2 separate regions of the Oryza sativa genome follow, and region 1 is linked to region 2. A link is a contact called in public HiCAR-type data. All regions are on one chromosome and are shown on one strand. The core of a region is the stretch at or near the end of the contact, and the rest is flanking DNA. Distances in the headings are between cores, read along the strand shown.

Region 1 (2,932 bases), core at 187-2,686, 33 kb before region 2:
ACAGACTGATCAAGGTAATTAAAGCAAAACTGATTATCTGCAGTAGCTAGCTTGAACTTTTCCTCCAGTTGAATCATTAGGTAAACAAAAAGATTTAAAGCTAACAGTTACTATTTGTAATATGGCGTAACTCTTATATAAGCAAAAGCAATAAGAAAACTAAAACCAAGTAAAATCGTTGTGCAGTTTTGTGGCTACGACAATATTCACTGCGCTAATCAACAACAGATACTTGTAGACTATGTTTGTGAAGCATTTCAACTGCTAGCATATATAGGACACGAGTGTCCTATATATTTAGCTTTAGGAATTTCAAAGATTCCCAGACAGCTGATGCTAAACCATGATCAAAGTCATGTGTCCTGTCTGCAACTGCAAGATTATATATAGTAAAGAAATGAAAGCTTGTGATGAACTCTGAAATCTGCAAGTATTTAACGAAACAATAACAAAGTTGTGTACCTTAATTTTATTCCAGTATAACAGGGTTGCTCAGAGATTCATTGGACACTATACAACAAAAACACAGCTGCGTATCCGGATGAGGATTCGATGATGGTAATATAGCTTATGAGTATTACAATGCAGCAGCAGGCAAAATAATCTGAGAAACTTTGGTCGAGATAGAACAACCCTTCAATATGTTTGCCTTGTAAAACAGTCTGTGCATTTCTTCTGGATGGAATAATGACCATGTAAATCATCATTTGTAGAGTAAAGATTGATGAGACTAATCAATAGAACAAAATAATTAAAAATAACAAAAGGCAGACCAGTGAATTAAAATCCAGATCTGAAAGGAAAAGAAGCAAATGCTAGATTCGGTACCAGGACTCAGTTTTCTTTTTTCAGCAGAGTAGTGACCTAACTGGAGCTGCCTGCCTCATCCTCATACGGCAGCAAATGGAGGAGCGCGCAAGTGGCTGGATGTTCGTTCATCTTGATGGAGCTGACTTTCTCATGGGAGTGGACGGCGGTGCAGTGGCTGGCACACTTGCTCCACCCACACCCAAATCTTAACCACATATTTGCAACATAAGTTACCCGAATTGATCAATGTAGAAGGTATATAGAAGCAAGCATGCACAAGAAGAGCAAGTCAGACCCTGGTGTAGTAGTGGCCGCAAGCTGGCGTAGCTGTGCGAAGAAGCGGACACAGACGGCGATGGTGTCGACATCCCTGGCTCTATGAGGAGAAGAAGGTAGCGGCGGTGCGGGCCAGTGACTCCGCGAGAAGATGGCACCGCGCCCGGCTCCGTGAGAACATAGCGCCGGTCGCTGGCTCCGTGGGAAGGTGGTGGTGCCGGCCGCTGGCTCGAGGAGGAGGTAGCGACGGCGGGCGGGCGGCCGCTGGCTCGGATGTGGTGGGGACGAATGCGAGGAGTCGCGGTGGCGGCGGCGGCGGCGCGTAGGAAGGGGAGAGGAAATGAGGGATTAGGGCACGACCGACTGGGAATTGGGGGAGGTGATGGGGAGGTGGACGGTTGTGATGTGCCGTGACTGCCGGATCGGACAGCTGATGTGGGGAAAGGGCACTGTTATACTGTAGCAGATCGGAGGCCTCTCAGGGACCGATTTACTGTCGATAGTGGCCGAGGAAAACTAAAGATTTAATATTATACACCCGGTGGATTTTGGAACCCACCAAGGATGAGGTGCCGTCAAGGACGATGCCGTCCGGATCCCCACATTTTGCGCTATCCGTACAGTTTCGGCCGTCACCCAACGTGCCCGGCGCCGCTGGTACAGACTGATCCAGGCCATAACCCACAGGCCAACTACACCGCCCTCACGTGACCCATCGCGCGCGCGGTGATGTCATCTGACCACGGGCCCTGCCACTCCGCCGCGTCGCTGCGCCACTCCCGCTCCCCTCGCCGTCCTCAGCCAATCCCCAGTCCCCACACCGTTAATAAAGCCTTTGTGCTGCATTCTGTGCCCAGCGGCGCCTGCCAACCTGCCACCCACCGTGCGGCCCTTTGCTCTGGACACACCGCCCTGCCTTTGGCCGTGTCCGCATAAACAGAAGGCGCCGCAGCACCAGGAAGTTTAAAGGAGAGACTAGAGAGTAGAGAGCGGTAGGGGATACTGGTTGTCTACCCGCGAGCGGCGGGAAGTGCGTGGGCGTGGGCGTGCGAATCGAATCGCGCGGTGTGGGTCGGGCGAGCGTCGGCGTCGGCGTCGGCCGAGCCATACAGCTCTCGTCTGGACGCGGGCTGCAGCGATGGGACGTGTGCCTGGGGTAGCGTGCGCGTCAGAGTCCGGTAGGTCCTGTTGAGAATATAGACATATAATGATTTAATATATTCTATAAATAAATCATGACATTACATATGTATACTAGCATTAACGCATCATTAGATCTACACATGTAAACTAAGCAGTAAAACATGAACAGATCAAATATGCGCAACATGTCGAAGACGTACCGAGGTGGCGGTCCCAAAAACCTTATTGCCGCCTTCTCCCGGTTCAGGACGTCGAAGGCAGATGTTCCGGAGACCTGCTCTCCCGATCTCAGGTGCACGTCGGCGAGCGGGATGGAGTAGTCTACGAGCGACGGCGCAACACAGAGGAGGAGGCAAACCCTAGATTGATTTCGTGTGTTTTGCGTGAAGGCGGCGGCTCGGTTTATATAGAGATAGGTCGCTTGATCAGGGCGCCCGCACGATCTCCACTCCGCGTAACCGAACCGGATAAGTCGCGCGTAACTTATCCGGACTCCACGCCGTTTTCACGCACCGGATTTTTCGGAATGTTTCCAAAACAAAACAAATCCGAATTTTCCTGCAGCAAAACAAAACTGTAAAAGGAGGCTGCATCTGCGCAAGGGTGAGGAGCCAATTTTACGGACCATTCGACACGTACGTCATGCACGCGCACCTGCCAGGCGAGGCGAGCGACCGTGTTCCCCTTCTCTCCACCACACATA
Region 2 (2,783 bases), core at 88-2,587:
GTTGGTTGACTTATAGGACGAGGCCGATGCGTCGGCCTGGATCGGCTTGGCTCAGTTTAGATAGGGGTAGGGTTTTTTAAAAAACCAGCACCTATAATTTATTATTGGTGTCGGTTTTAAAGAAGAACCGACACCTATAGTATAGGTGCCGGTTTTTCCTTTAGAAAACCGACACCTATATTATATTAAAGGTGTCGGGTTTTTAAAAAACTGGCACATATACTATAGGTGTTGGTTCTTCTTTAGAACCGGCACCTATAGTTGCTTAAAGGTGTCGGTTTTACGTGTTTTGAGTCCACGGAGGAGGGAAAAGCATTATAGGTGCCGGTTTTAGTTGTTCCGTCACCTATAGTGCCGATCTATATGAAGTTTTTTTTTACTAGTGGCCGCGTGTCTTTAAAGTGATATGGAGAAGATAGGAGATGAAACAATACTTACATATTGCCCAATTTATATTTCCAATACCTTTACATGGATCCCCCTCTCTTTCTCTCTATATCACTTATTAGTACAGTATATGAGACTGACACACCAATATTGTATAAACAATCTATAAACCGCTGTCCATGTGCATGAAGTTTTATTACAATTAACATACGTCAGTTTTAGGGACAAAATTGTAGATTACTCATTACTTCGTAGATACTGGATTTTACATCCTACCTCCATCGCAAAATAAGTGCAGCCGTGAGTATCCGTGTTCAACGTTTGATTGTTCGTCTTATTTGAAAAAATATAATTTTTTTAAAAAAATTAGTCACACATAAAGTACTATTCTTGTTTTATCATTTAATAACATAAAAATACTAATAAAAAATTCAAATAAGACAAACGGTCAAACGTTGGACATAAACAGCGCAAAACTGTACTTATTTTAGAACGGAGGGAGTACAAGCGAAGGGCGACGGTTGTTGTTGAGTGTAAATGTGGGTATACACTATATAAATAGATAAATATCCCACCGCGTTGCTGTGAAAAATTAAACTGCTTAATATGTAAAAATAAGATGCAATATGGTTATTAATACTAAAACAAATTTTTACATATGAATTTTGAGCCTAAAAGTAATTGAGATTGAGATTGCATGGTTTTATGATGGAAGAAAGAAAAGACAATTTAAACCATATATCTATCATTCTAAGTAGAAATAACTATGGTTGTATGGTTTAATGAGAAAAGAGAAAATATCATTAACTATATTTTGTGTGATGAACTATATACTTGATGATGATTTCGGCTAGCCCATCAAACAAATCATGGGCCATTTTCCTACATTCCGCATGATCGTCGATGGCATCTGAGATTTGAAGACGTGAGCAAACGGCCCATTTCCTTTCATACTTTGGGCCTTAGCATTTTTATAGGCCAGAGAGCCCAAGGGATGAAAGCAGCGTATCAGCCCAGGAGATGATCTGTTTCTCAATCCAGCTAGGCAAGAATGTGGTAGAAATAATATTCGCTGATGTATAATGGAAACAAATAGCCATGCGCATAAACGAATACGGGCATTGTATTCGAGAAATTCGGCACAGAAGGAGCTATGGACTATCCGTTACGTTAATCATTGTGACATGGATCTTGGTATTGCTAAAAACCTGCTATGTGCTGCCGTGTTGGCAACTTCGTAACTTCAGGGCTGTTCAATTTATAGCCAAAATAAACATTATGAAATTTTGACAATGTCAAAATTTTGTTAAGTTGACAATATTACTAAAATTTTGACATGATTTCTTACGTATTTATCAAAGTTTGACAACAAAATAAATGTAGATATTTTTTTATAACTTTATAAAAAAATTATATAGTCAAAAATGACATCAATCTGAATAACCCCTTCATTTTGCTATACACATTTGATCTATGAGCGAAGAGTTAGCCCGGACCAAAAGCAATCAACGAAGCAGATACAGTAATCGAATGCGAAGCGCTAGACAAAACCTTACCTGTGTGATCGCTGGAGGGCTGGAGGCTGTTCCACTGGGACCAGCATCATCTTAACCTTGCCCGCCGGCATCGAGGCCCTGAAGCCACCGCCGCCGCTGCCATCGCTACTGCCGCTTCCGCATATTTGCTGGGAATAAGTCTATTTTTCGTCCCTCATTTCTTGTGTCTGGTTGAATCACCTCTCTTATTCGCAAAACCAGATACAATGCCTCCTCCATCTTTAAAAACCAATGGAAATAAACTCTTTCGGTTGGTTTGAAAGCGGTCTTATCCTAGTCTACGTGTTGTTTATGGGACCCACATGTCACTGTGAAAAAAAACAAAAATTTAACAGCCCCCACATACCTGATCTAATTTTCTTTTCCCTCGTCTCTCTCTCGCCAGGTGGCGGCAGCGGCCAGCCTCATCGGGGCTACGGCCAGAGTTCCGACTCCGATGGTAGCGTCAAGAGCCATGACAAGTGGTTGCGATTGCTTGAGGATGACGACGGTGAGCCCCATGCATGTTCTGCCCAAGGGTGGCCCACCATTCCACCACCGCGAACAGCTGCCGCGACTTGCCATCCCCGTCCTCCTTCGACGTCGGCACTCGGCACCGGCGTTCCCTGCCCGATAGCACGTACGCTGGTGGCGGACTGGGCGACGTCCACCGCACGGATGAGGTCCAGCTCGACAAGCCGTAGCACCGTGGCAGCCGCAGCCGCCATGCGACGGCGGCCGTCGTCACCGGCGCCCACGAACGTCACATACTCACGTCTTCTCCTCCTCCGACTAGCTTGCTCAGCCCATCCATGGCGCGCACTACAACCACCACAACAACTTGCGAGGTTGCGACACAAT

The links. HiCAR-type assays count read pairs that join an accessible place to other places.
Region 1: a HiCAR-type map of leaf shows a contact between it and region 2, with 7 times the contacts expected there. The contact joins the promoter of LOC136351052 here to the enhancer-like site in region 2. A contact is called at or near these places in 13 of 15 Hi-C or Micro-C datasets (leaf, leaf mesophyll, panicle and 2 more) and 4 of 4 datasets of contacts at active chromatin or transcription factors (leaf and seedling).

What each region holds. Positions count from the first base shown.
Region 1 is chr1:34,395,640-34,398,571 of ASM3414082v1, reverse strand. It overlaps LOC136351052, which reads right to left and starts at 1,436. Exons shown (of 2, transcript XM_066304583.1): 1 at 1,106-1,436; 2 at 1-1,015. It overlaps LOC136353578 (a long non-coding RNA gene), which reads right to left and starts at 2,575. Exons shown (of 2, transcript XR_010736882.1): 1 at 2,430-2,575; 2 at 2,107-2,271.
Region 2 is chr1:34,362,230-34,365,012 of ASM3414082v1, reverse strand. No RefSeq gene overlaps it. Among protein-coding and RNA genes, the nearest start is that of LOC4327619, 8.5 kb to the right of the region's middle. Within about 2 kb of position 1,337, at least 15 of the 15 cell types and tissues checked have open chromatin away from gene starts, as enhancers often do. A contact at or near this core is called in leaf, panicle and seedling, where this site is marked.